Regions from separate parts of the Capra hircus genome. Here region 2 is linked to region 1. Evidence: chromatin contacts called from public Hi-C data. All regions are on one chromosome and are shown on one strand. Each heading gives the region's core, a stretch centred on a gene start, on an enhancer-like site or on the middle of the called end of the contact. The rest is flanking DNA. Distances are from core to core; before and after follow the strand shown.

Region 1 (4,727 bases), core at 552-3,051:
GCAAGTTTAAATTGACTGATGCTGAAGCTCCAATACTTTGGCCACCTGATGCGAAGAGCTGACTCATTGCAAAATACCCTGATACTGGGAAAGATTGAAGGCAGGAGGAGAAGGGGAGATGACACAGGATGAGATGGTTAGATGGCATCACCGACTCAATGGACATGAGTTTGAGCAAACTTTGGGAGGTGGTGAAGGACAGGGAAGCCTGGTGTGCTGTAGTCCATGGGGTCATAAAGAGCTGGATGATTCAGCGACTGAACTACAACAATGATGATTTGAGATAGACATCCTAGGCTTGACAGACTGTTGGATACTGGAGTCTGGATTTGTTGGGGAAGGCCAGATCCGGACATATAAGTCGGGAGTCCTTGGCATATAGGTGTTATTGATAGTCACAGAGCAGAATGGGGTCCCAGAGAGTGAATGTAGAGAGGAAAGAGCTGATGACCATGTTGGAAAGCAAATGAGGAGCTGCGAAAGGAGGTGGAGAAGGAGAATTCATTAGGGCAGGAGGAAAGATGGTGGAGAAGAAGCAGTCAGTGGGACAGGATAAAGCCACGGGGAAGAGGGAGTATACCCTGACCAGAGCTGTTTCTAGGTAAGGAAAGAGGAAAGCTGAGAAATCACCATTGATTGAATAACCTGGAAATCATTAGAGACCTTTTGAAGAGGGAATTAATTCAGAGGACTGGTGGGGACAAGAGCTTGACTGAATGAGTTCAGGAGGGAATGGGAGGAAAAACGGGGAGAAAGGGTAATAGACAACTCCAAGGAATTTTACCCTCAGGGAAAATAGAAGAATACGAGAGAGATTGCTGAAAAGTGTTGTGAGATCAAGAGAAAATTTATTTAAAGATGAGAACTCTTACATCAGTTTATGTAGTGAAGGGATTGATGCAGAAGAGGATGAAATATGATAATAGTGGACAGGGGAGAATAGCATTGGCCATCCCCTGAGGCGTGGACATCTGTTCACTCACTCGCAAACCTGGATCCCTGCTCACTTTCCCCCGCTGCCTGAGCTAGCCGCCTGGGCTGAGCACTGGGTCAAAGTGGGGACTCTGACACCCTCAATGGAGGCGCTGCCGGTTCTGGAGCGGGTAGCAGGACATACCCCATCAAGACAGTCAGCACTTAGGTGGGGTCGCTGGGCTGCTGACCGCTGACTGCGAGGGGTCGGCGGTAGGAACAGGTCAGGAATGAGTAACGATTGGGGCCAGAGCCAAGGGTCCCTACACCTGTGTCGACTGTCATTTTCTGCCTTCGGTGGAATGTCCTGCAAACTTAACTTCATACTCCCCCGTGTCCTCCTCAACTAAGCCCACCTCGAGGTCCCCCCCCTCCACCAACTCTCCACCAAATCCGTCCTATTTAGAAATTCTGGAGCCTCCGATGGCTGTACCTTACGGCAAACTGTGCCTGTCTTCACGACGGCCCTGTGAAGCGAGTAGTATTGTCCCATTTTTCTGAGTTGGAAACTAAGGTTCACAGACGACTCAGATCCAGATCTGTCTGGTTCCCAAGTAGACTTTCTTTTCACTCAGCCAGCTGGAGGCGCAAAGGGCCAGGAAAGCGGAGGGTTAGGCTCCCAGACTAGGTGTCCAGCAGCCGAGACCCCGCCCAGACTCCGTCCAGGCCCCGCCCCACCGACGGGACCAAGGAGGGCTGTGTCTTAGAGCCCAAAGCTAGATGGGACCTGATGATTGGGTGGGGCGGAAGGATTGGGTAGGGCTTCCCACTGCCCGGGCGACCGCGACTTTTGGAGGGGGCGGGGCATATGGCTCCGCCCCCCCTACGCGGGCTCAAAGCGGATGGCAGCCGCGGGGGCGGGGTCAGAACTCGGGCGGCGGATCCCAGCGCGGCTCTTTGGAGCCCGCCGCGGAGCAGCGCCCCGGTGGGGCCCAGGAGGTACTTGGGACAGCGCGGGGCATCTCGGGCCGGACCAGGCGGGGGGCAGAGGCCTAATGGGGACCACAGAGGGGGCTGGGGGTCGTAGCCAGCTCTGCAGTTCCTCCGATGGGCCGTCGCCCCTACCCCCGCCCCCGCCTTCCTGCGGCGAAGCCGGCTGCGGCGGGGCTGATTGGCGCCTGCGCCGCTTCCTGCGCCTGGGACTCGGCCAGTGCTTGGGGCCCAGGCGGAGGCCCAGGGGGAAACTGAGTCACGTTGGGATGGTAGCAGTCCTGTGTGGGAGGCACCACCCTCACTGGGCTGCAGGATAAATCTTTTTCCTGACCATGCTTTGGAGTCCCAGCCCCCACCATTCCCTCCAGGGGCCTCGCCCCCGCCCAGAACCCAGCGCTCCCAGGGGTCCTGCCCTGGCTCTCAGTAGCTTCGACTGGGCTTGGAATGGCTAGGATTCGCTCCAGCCGCCTCCCTCCGCACCCCTCCCCCTCGCGGCCCAAGCCCCCGTGTTCTCTCCGAACAGTGTCAGTTTACACGCCTTATATAGTCCGAGCAGGCTCCAGCCGAGGCCTGCCTGTGGGGACCTGGGGGCGGGGGAGAGGAGTGCCGGCCCTGGACTGGCATTGCTGTCCAGACCAAGGCTCAAGACTGGCTGGGAAGGAAGTCATACCAAAGTAGTCCTGCTGTCCACTCCTGGGTGAGAGGGACCTTAAGAGTGGATGCGGGCTCCCTTCACCCCCCGCCCCAGTCCTTTGGGGATGAGGGGTTGCCCCTGTCTTTCCAGAGTCTGCCAGCTAGCAGCCCAGCGCGACCTACCAGGGTGCCCGCCTACCCTCCCCCTGGGTGTGCTCAGCGTCTGCCAGTGCTTGCCTGGCGCTAGTCCAAGGCTGGTGTCCAGAGTAGGGCCTGCCTGCGCACCCACTGTGCATCACTCACTTTTTCTCTCCTCTCAGGAGCAGCACTATGGATTCCTTCAAGGTGGTGCTGGAGGGGCCAGCACCTTGGGGCTTCCGGCTGCAGGGGGGCAAGGACTTCAATGTACCCCTCTCCATCTCCCGGGTGAGCCTAGGTTGAGGGAAGGGTTCCTCTGGGGGTCTCTGGGTGCTCAGCTCTCCAGTGGGCGGCAGGAGGAGTCTGAGCAGGAATGAGCCGAGGTCACAGACCAGGAGGTGTCCAGGTCCAGAGCTGTGCGCATCTGCCACAAGGACTCCCAACTCGGTAGATACTGGGAAAGGAGCAGCCCTCAGACTTCCACAGCTCTACACTGCACCTTCTAGGCTCAGGAGTGTGCCCATTCTTCAAGAGGTGAACCTGCGGTCTCCAAGAAGTGTCTATAAACTGCTTGAGGAGCAATGTTTGGTGCTAGGCCCCTGGGAGGGCACTCTGACTGCAGGAGCTCACTTCATCCTCATTGCCACCTAAGGAATAGCAACTACCACCCTGTTTATTCAGATGAGATAACTCAAGACTCATTGAAGGAACTCTTTCATCAGTTCCATGGCAAAGCAGGCATGGGGCTTCAAACACAGGGATGGCCTGCAGTTTTTGTGGGTGGATAAGGTGCTTCTCCCCAGCCCAGGTGAGGACTTTTATCCCATTCACTGGTTCCATTCAGGATGCAGTGGTCTTTGGGTCTGTAGGGCTCTGACTTCAACTCCTGAGAGCCTGTCCTGGTGGGGGTGGAGCTGGAGGCTGGCTCCTCCCTGTGGCAGGGGGATTGCCTTATAAGCCCAAGAATGCAGCCCCATGCTGGGATAGTCAACTGGTGGCTGGAGTCTGCAGAACTAAAGAAGGCTGGCCTAGGCCTGGAACCCTGAACCCCATCAGTGGGCCCCTCAGCCGATCATCAGGCTGTGGCTCCAGCTGTGGGATCAGTTGTGGGACTCGGAGAACAAAGTGCCTGCCCTGAGAGTGTGAGGGCAGCCCTTGGGTTGGTGTCTCTTGACTGTAGTCTGGGGGTCAGGAGTGGGCGGGGATTTCTGTCCCCATATCCACTTGACCAGAGAGGCACACCCAGGCTCCTAGTGGGCAGCTGTTGGCATGAAGCCCAGGGCAGGCACAGCCTGGAGGGGTCTAGAGATCCCAGCTTGAGGGGGCCCCAAGGTAGAGTCTGTTGTAGTTGGGCTTGGTGGCCAGGACCTGCAAGCAGTCACTGTTCCAAGGGACCCTTCCGCGGGGTTTCCTGGAAGCTGCTCTGCCAGCAAGGTAGCTAAGGGCACTGGTCTCCCTACTACTTACACCCAGCCCATACATAATACTCAAGCCTTGCCATCCCTGGGAACTCATCCTATACTCCACTTCCTGAGAAAGTGCTGGTCAGTGTGGCTGGGAGCTTGGCTGACCTCTGAGCCTCAGTTTATTCATTGGTGGGGATGGGCAACAAAGCAGCCTAAGGGATGGACTTTCAGATGTGGCCTGTTGGGGGCACTCTGAGCTCGGGCTCTGTTGTCAGCAGCCCCAGCATGTGGGTGGGGCCACTGGCTGAGCCCAGCCCTGGAGTTGGACCTAGGCCCTGGTGGGTGGGAGTGAGGGTGGTCTTTTCGGAGCTGGACTGGGCCCCCTCCCTCTCTCCTGACCCTAGCATGGAGGAGGAGAGGGAGGGGCTAGGGCTGGCTGGAGGCCCAGGCCTGGGAGATGAGGTAACGTCTGGGACTTGGGGGTTGGGCTGCTCAGTGGAGCCCTCAGGCTGACTCACCCCCTACTCCGTGTGGTGTCCAGCCCCCTGGCTTTTCCTCTCCTTGGTCCCTTGGGCCTCCTTGCTTTTCTCTCCAGACACATGCTGCCCCCCATCCCCAGGTCTCTTCTGCTTCTGTCTCCACCTC
Region 2 (4,518 bases), core at 1,538-4,037, 100 kb after region 1:
GGTAGCCTCCTCACACCCTGCAACTCAGACCTGAGTATCCTTTCCCACAAAACTTCCACAAGTCTGTGTGAGACAAACTCTAAAGGAAGTCCCCTCCCCACCCTCCCGCACCACTCCCTAAGCTGGGGCCAATGTACTTCTCACCTCCACCAGCAAGAAGAAGCACTAGCAAGGGCTGTGGGTGGGTAACATGATGGGATTGGTAGCTTGGAAAACAGCTCTCTGGCTTCCAGGCCCTTGCATCCCCCGACAACACTTCAAAGGGGGTGGATGTGGGGGTGGGGAGGCAAGTGTTGTAGACCATCACAACTAGATGCGGGGCCCTACAGTCTTCCTGCCACTTTGGGGTCCAAAGGCCCCAGAGATGTCCCTGGACTAGAGGGAGGAGCTTTGGCATTGCCCACCCTTTGCCTCTCCTTCTGCAGACCTCTGTTCAGGGGGCCCTATGGGGGAGGAGGAATTGAAAAACTTTGGTGGGCTTAAATGAAGCCTGGTTTACTGCCCAAAGGCAGAGTATAAAGGTGCAAGGGAAAGTGACTGGTCTCTGCCCGCTGCACACTGGGGCCCAGGGCATGGCTTCTCTTGCCCCTCTCCACCCTCCCTCTCCTTCCTTCAGTAGCCCTGATGGGCCCCCACCTGTCACTTGGTTTCTAGAGAACTGATTTTGTCTCAGAGTAGGGGAGGGAGACAGGTAGAGAGCAGAGGTCAGCCTGCTGGGGTTGGGAGATAGAGGTGCACAGAGCCCTCCTTCCACTTGCCTTAAGGTAGCCCTCAAGGGGCCTCCAGGGAGTTTGAATTGTGGATTGGATTCATTAGGCAGGGTCAGGAGGGTTGTTGGGGAGAGCTTGTCGGCTGGCTTTCCCAGGGCACAGCAGGGTCTCTTTCGGAGGGGGGACAGTACTGCTGAGCCCCAAACCATGATCTGTTCCTCCTCTCCAGATGGAGAACAAGCAGATTTCCAAGTGCACAATGAGAGTTTCATTTCTTTCTTTTCTTTTTAATCAGGCAGTGTTAGGAAGGGCCTTGTAGCGGAGATGCAGAAACCCTGGGTGAGGATGAGGAGAATGGTACCATGGAGGAAGGAAGGTGGCAGGGAGGGGGTGAGAATTCAAGCAATGAATCAGGCACCCACATCTGTGCCCTAGCAAACAGCTGTAGGTCACATACACAGACTCACCCTCACTCCCACCCAGCCTAGTCAGAGTTGTGTGTACACAGGGACACAAGTGCAGGCTTCCAAATACATCTGCAAAGGACTCACAATCATACCCAGATACCTTGCAGTTGGCATGCGGCCCCCCCACACGCGCACATACACTCACTCTCAGCCGCACAAGCCGAGACCTCCCAGGACCTGTACAAGCACCGGCACATGCCCAGACGCACCCCTCTGCCCTTCCACCCTGGGCATCTCAGACACAGGCTCCTTCTGGCCCCAGGCAGCCATCTGGGCTGGAGCCTAGAGACGGGTGGCATCGTGGTGATGGGGCATGGCAAGGCGGGGGGAGGGTGTGGCGGGGGGCAGTTCCTCCAGGAAGACCCTGGCGGGCAGTGGGGGTGAGCGGGGCTCAGGCCTGGCGCAGCACAGGGTGGCACGGGTGATGAGGCGGTCCAGGGGCTTCAGGGAGTGCACCCACAGGGGCAGGAAGTCCCACGTCTGCAGCCACTTGGGCAGGCACCCGGGGCTGCGACGCTGCAGCGCACTGACAAGTACCACGAAGGCCAGCAGGGCCCCGAAGGGTGCGCCCACACCTACCATAGCCCGCCAGCCTGCCATGGAGAGCCCAAACACCATCGAGGGCAGCAGCAGGAAGCACAGGAGGAGGTAGAGGACGGCGAACCAGCGATACTTGGCCGTGCGTTTGCCCAACGCCTTGGCCATGCGGATAGGCAGGCGCGTGCAGGGCACAGGGTACCACAGCAGGATGCCAGAGATGTTGAAGAAGAAGTGGCAGAGGGCAATCTGCAGGGGAGAGAAGGCAGAGGGGCGGAGGCAGGCATGGCCCTAGCTCCTGAGTCAGGATTAGATGACGGGACCACCAGCTCTGGGCAGCAGGAAAGTCAGCACTCAGGGCTAGCATGCCCCCAGTGAAACACTGGTACACTTCCGGACCAGTGGGTACATAACTGCCCTAAACTGCCCTAAACTCTCCACATTTCTTCCCACTAAGCCCTTTCTCAGGAATTCCCCAGCAGATTCCATCCATATCCAGGAGCTGAAAGATTCATACTGATTTCTGGTTCAGAAGCTCTGGCCTCCTGAGTGGGCAACATCCTGGCTTATCAGTTACTCCTTTGCTCCTAGAGCAGCAACCCCTTTGCTGTCTGCCTCCAAGTCCTTGATCCCCCAGATGGAGCCAGGCCCCCTCTTAACAGCACCCCTTCCCTAGAGTGTGAATCCCACCGACTCTTGTTCATTGATTGGCATCTGTGCGTGCGCACACTCGCTCAGTCATGTCTGATTGTGTTCTCACTAGACTCTAAGGTCTTGACGGCGGCACCAGGTATACTTTGCCCATATGATTTCCATAGAGTCTGGCATAGCAGGTGCCCCCTACTAGGCAGTCAAAAACTGTTTGGTACACACTGTCTACACTGGGTCAGGCTTCAGGTGCCAGTCTTAGCCCTGTCCTCCCTCTGGCAGGGCTCCTCTCCTAAGCTTACCTGGAAAGCACTGGACAGCTTCTCCCGGGGGCTGGCCAGGGCAGCCAGTATGGCCGTGGTGGTGGTACCAATGTTGGAGCCCAGTGTGAGCGGGTAGGCACGCTCAATGCTGATCACACCGAGGCCTGGGGGCAGAGGAGAGGACATGGGCTCCCCAGCTCCCTCCTTCAGTCCTTTCCCTGCCAGCCCCTCCCCACCCAACCCTGCCTCGGTGTGAGGACTCACCGATGAGTGGGGTGATGGCTGAGGTGAACACAGAACTGCTCTGGACGACAAAGGTCATGCTGGCCCCTACCACCATGGCAAAGTAGCCTGTGGCCCAGGTGAAGGGGGTGGGAAAGTCTGCGAGGAAACCATCGAGTAGGATCAGTGGGAGGGGATTGAGAGGGGCGGGGACGTTTCTTGGGGAGGAGGTCTCTGATGCCAGCTTCCAAGTGGCACCTTGTCAGTCTCCTCCTCAACTGTGGCAGCTTCTCCTGGTCCTCCTTGATCTTGGATTAAAGACCCTTCTTAGCCTGCTTCCATCATACTTTTGCTCCCTTGTTCCCTCTGCCTGGGATAGCCTCCTCACCCCTAAATATTCATGCTCAGGATTCAGCATGGATATCACTGCCGCTGGAGAGCCCTCCCTGACCCCAGTCCCAAGGCAGACTTTGCTTCTCCTTCCTCTGAACTCTCAAAGATCCACAAATGCCCCTTATTCCAGCATTTGTCATACGGCCTCTGCCCATGCCGGGTGGGGTCCCTAAAGCTCAACATGAGGCTTAAATGAAAGTCAGATGGTGTCACTGCCCAACCCCCCAAGTGCCCCCATAGCCCTGGATAAAGTCCGGGCTCTAAGTGCAGCCTGCAGGGCCCTGTTACCTCGCTGACCTCTCCCTGCCTCTGTCCACCTCACTCACCAAGCTCCCACCACAGGGCTGGCCACCTTTCTGTGCCACAAGCCTGCCCAGCCAAGTCCTGCCTCAGAGCCTTTGCATGTACTGTTCCCTCCACTCAAAAAGCTCTTTGGCCATGTCTGACTGCTTCACATGTAGGTCCCTGCTCAAATGTCACCTCTGCACAGAAGCCACTGACCACCTATCAAAAGCAACTCTTCCATACTCTATTTGCTGTTTTTGCTTTCTGTTTGGCAGTAACTGTTCTCTTTTATCTAAATTTATCTCCCCTTGATCTTTTTTTTTTTTTTGCTGTCTTTCCATGTGTGGTGTGAGCCCCCTGAGGGCAAGAGCCATCTCTGTGAGGCTCACCTCTGTATCCCTCACACCACTCTGTGCTTGGCACACAGAGGGGACTTAATGACCATTTGTTAATTGAATCAAACAATGGCCTCTGGGAATCCCTTTGGAGCCACCTGCTAGAACAGAAGCAGCCACAGATTCCCAGCTTGTCAGCATCTCAGGGACCTCATATATCACCCATTCCAACCTCTTCTTTGTTCACATGCAGAAACTGAGGCTCAAAGATGGTAGGGCTTTACCCAGATCACACAGTAAGTCAGAGGAAGGATTAACAAGATCCAGAAGGCCCGTCCTGAGGCCTGCCCACCCACTGCTCGGGGCTCACCAGTGTTGATAACCTTCTGAATGACCTTGGCCACCTGGCCCTTGAGCAGAGAGTTGAGCATCTTGACAAGGAGGATGAGACAGGTGCACAGGAGTGCCAGGGAGCCAGCCAGCAGGATGAGCCCCACAGCTAGGTCAGGCAGCCCCGTGTCCACAAAGATGTGGTTGCCTGTGGGGTGGGGGAGTGGTATCAAGCTGCTGCCCCCTCAATCCAGCTCCCAGCCCCCAACCTTTGCCACCCTCTTCAACTCACAACCTCGTGTTCCTTCAACCTCTACATGAGACCCTG

Evidence for each region. A called contact is a pair of places that touch in the nucleus more often than the background predicts.
Region 2: a contact with region 1 is called in a Hi-C map of blood, with 2.9 times the contacts expected there. The contact joins the enhancer-like site here to the promoter of PDLIM7 in region 1. A contact is called at or near these places in 2 of 5 Hi-C or Micro-C datasets (blood and liver).

The regions. Positions count from the first base shown.
Region 1 is chr7:71,620,097-71,624,823 of ARS1.2, forward strand. PDLIM7 (PDZ and LIM domain protein 7) reads left to right here and starts at 1,802. Exons shown (of 13, transcript XM_018050601.1): 1 at 1,802-1,911; 2 at 2,859-2,964. The coding sequence starts at 2,869.
Region 2 is chr7:71,720,419-71,724,936 of ARS1.2, forward strand. SLC34A1 (sodium-dependent phosphate transport protein 2A) reads right to left here. Exons shown (of 12, transcript XM_018050615.1): 9 at 4,231-4,398; 10 at 2,890-3,006; 11 at 2,665-2,789; 12 at 735-1,963. The coding sequence ends at 1,460. Among named protein-coding and RNA genes, the nearest start is that of PFN3, 3.2 kb to the left of the region's middle. Within about 2 kb of position 2,788, at least 1 of the 5 cell types and tissues checked has an H3K27ac peak or open chromatin away from gene starts, as enhancers often do.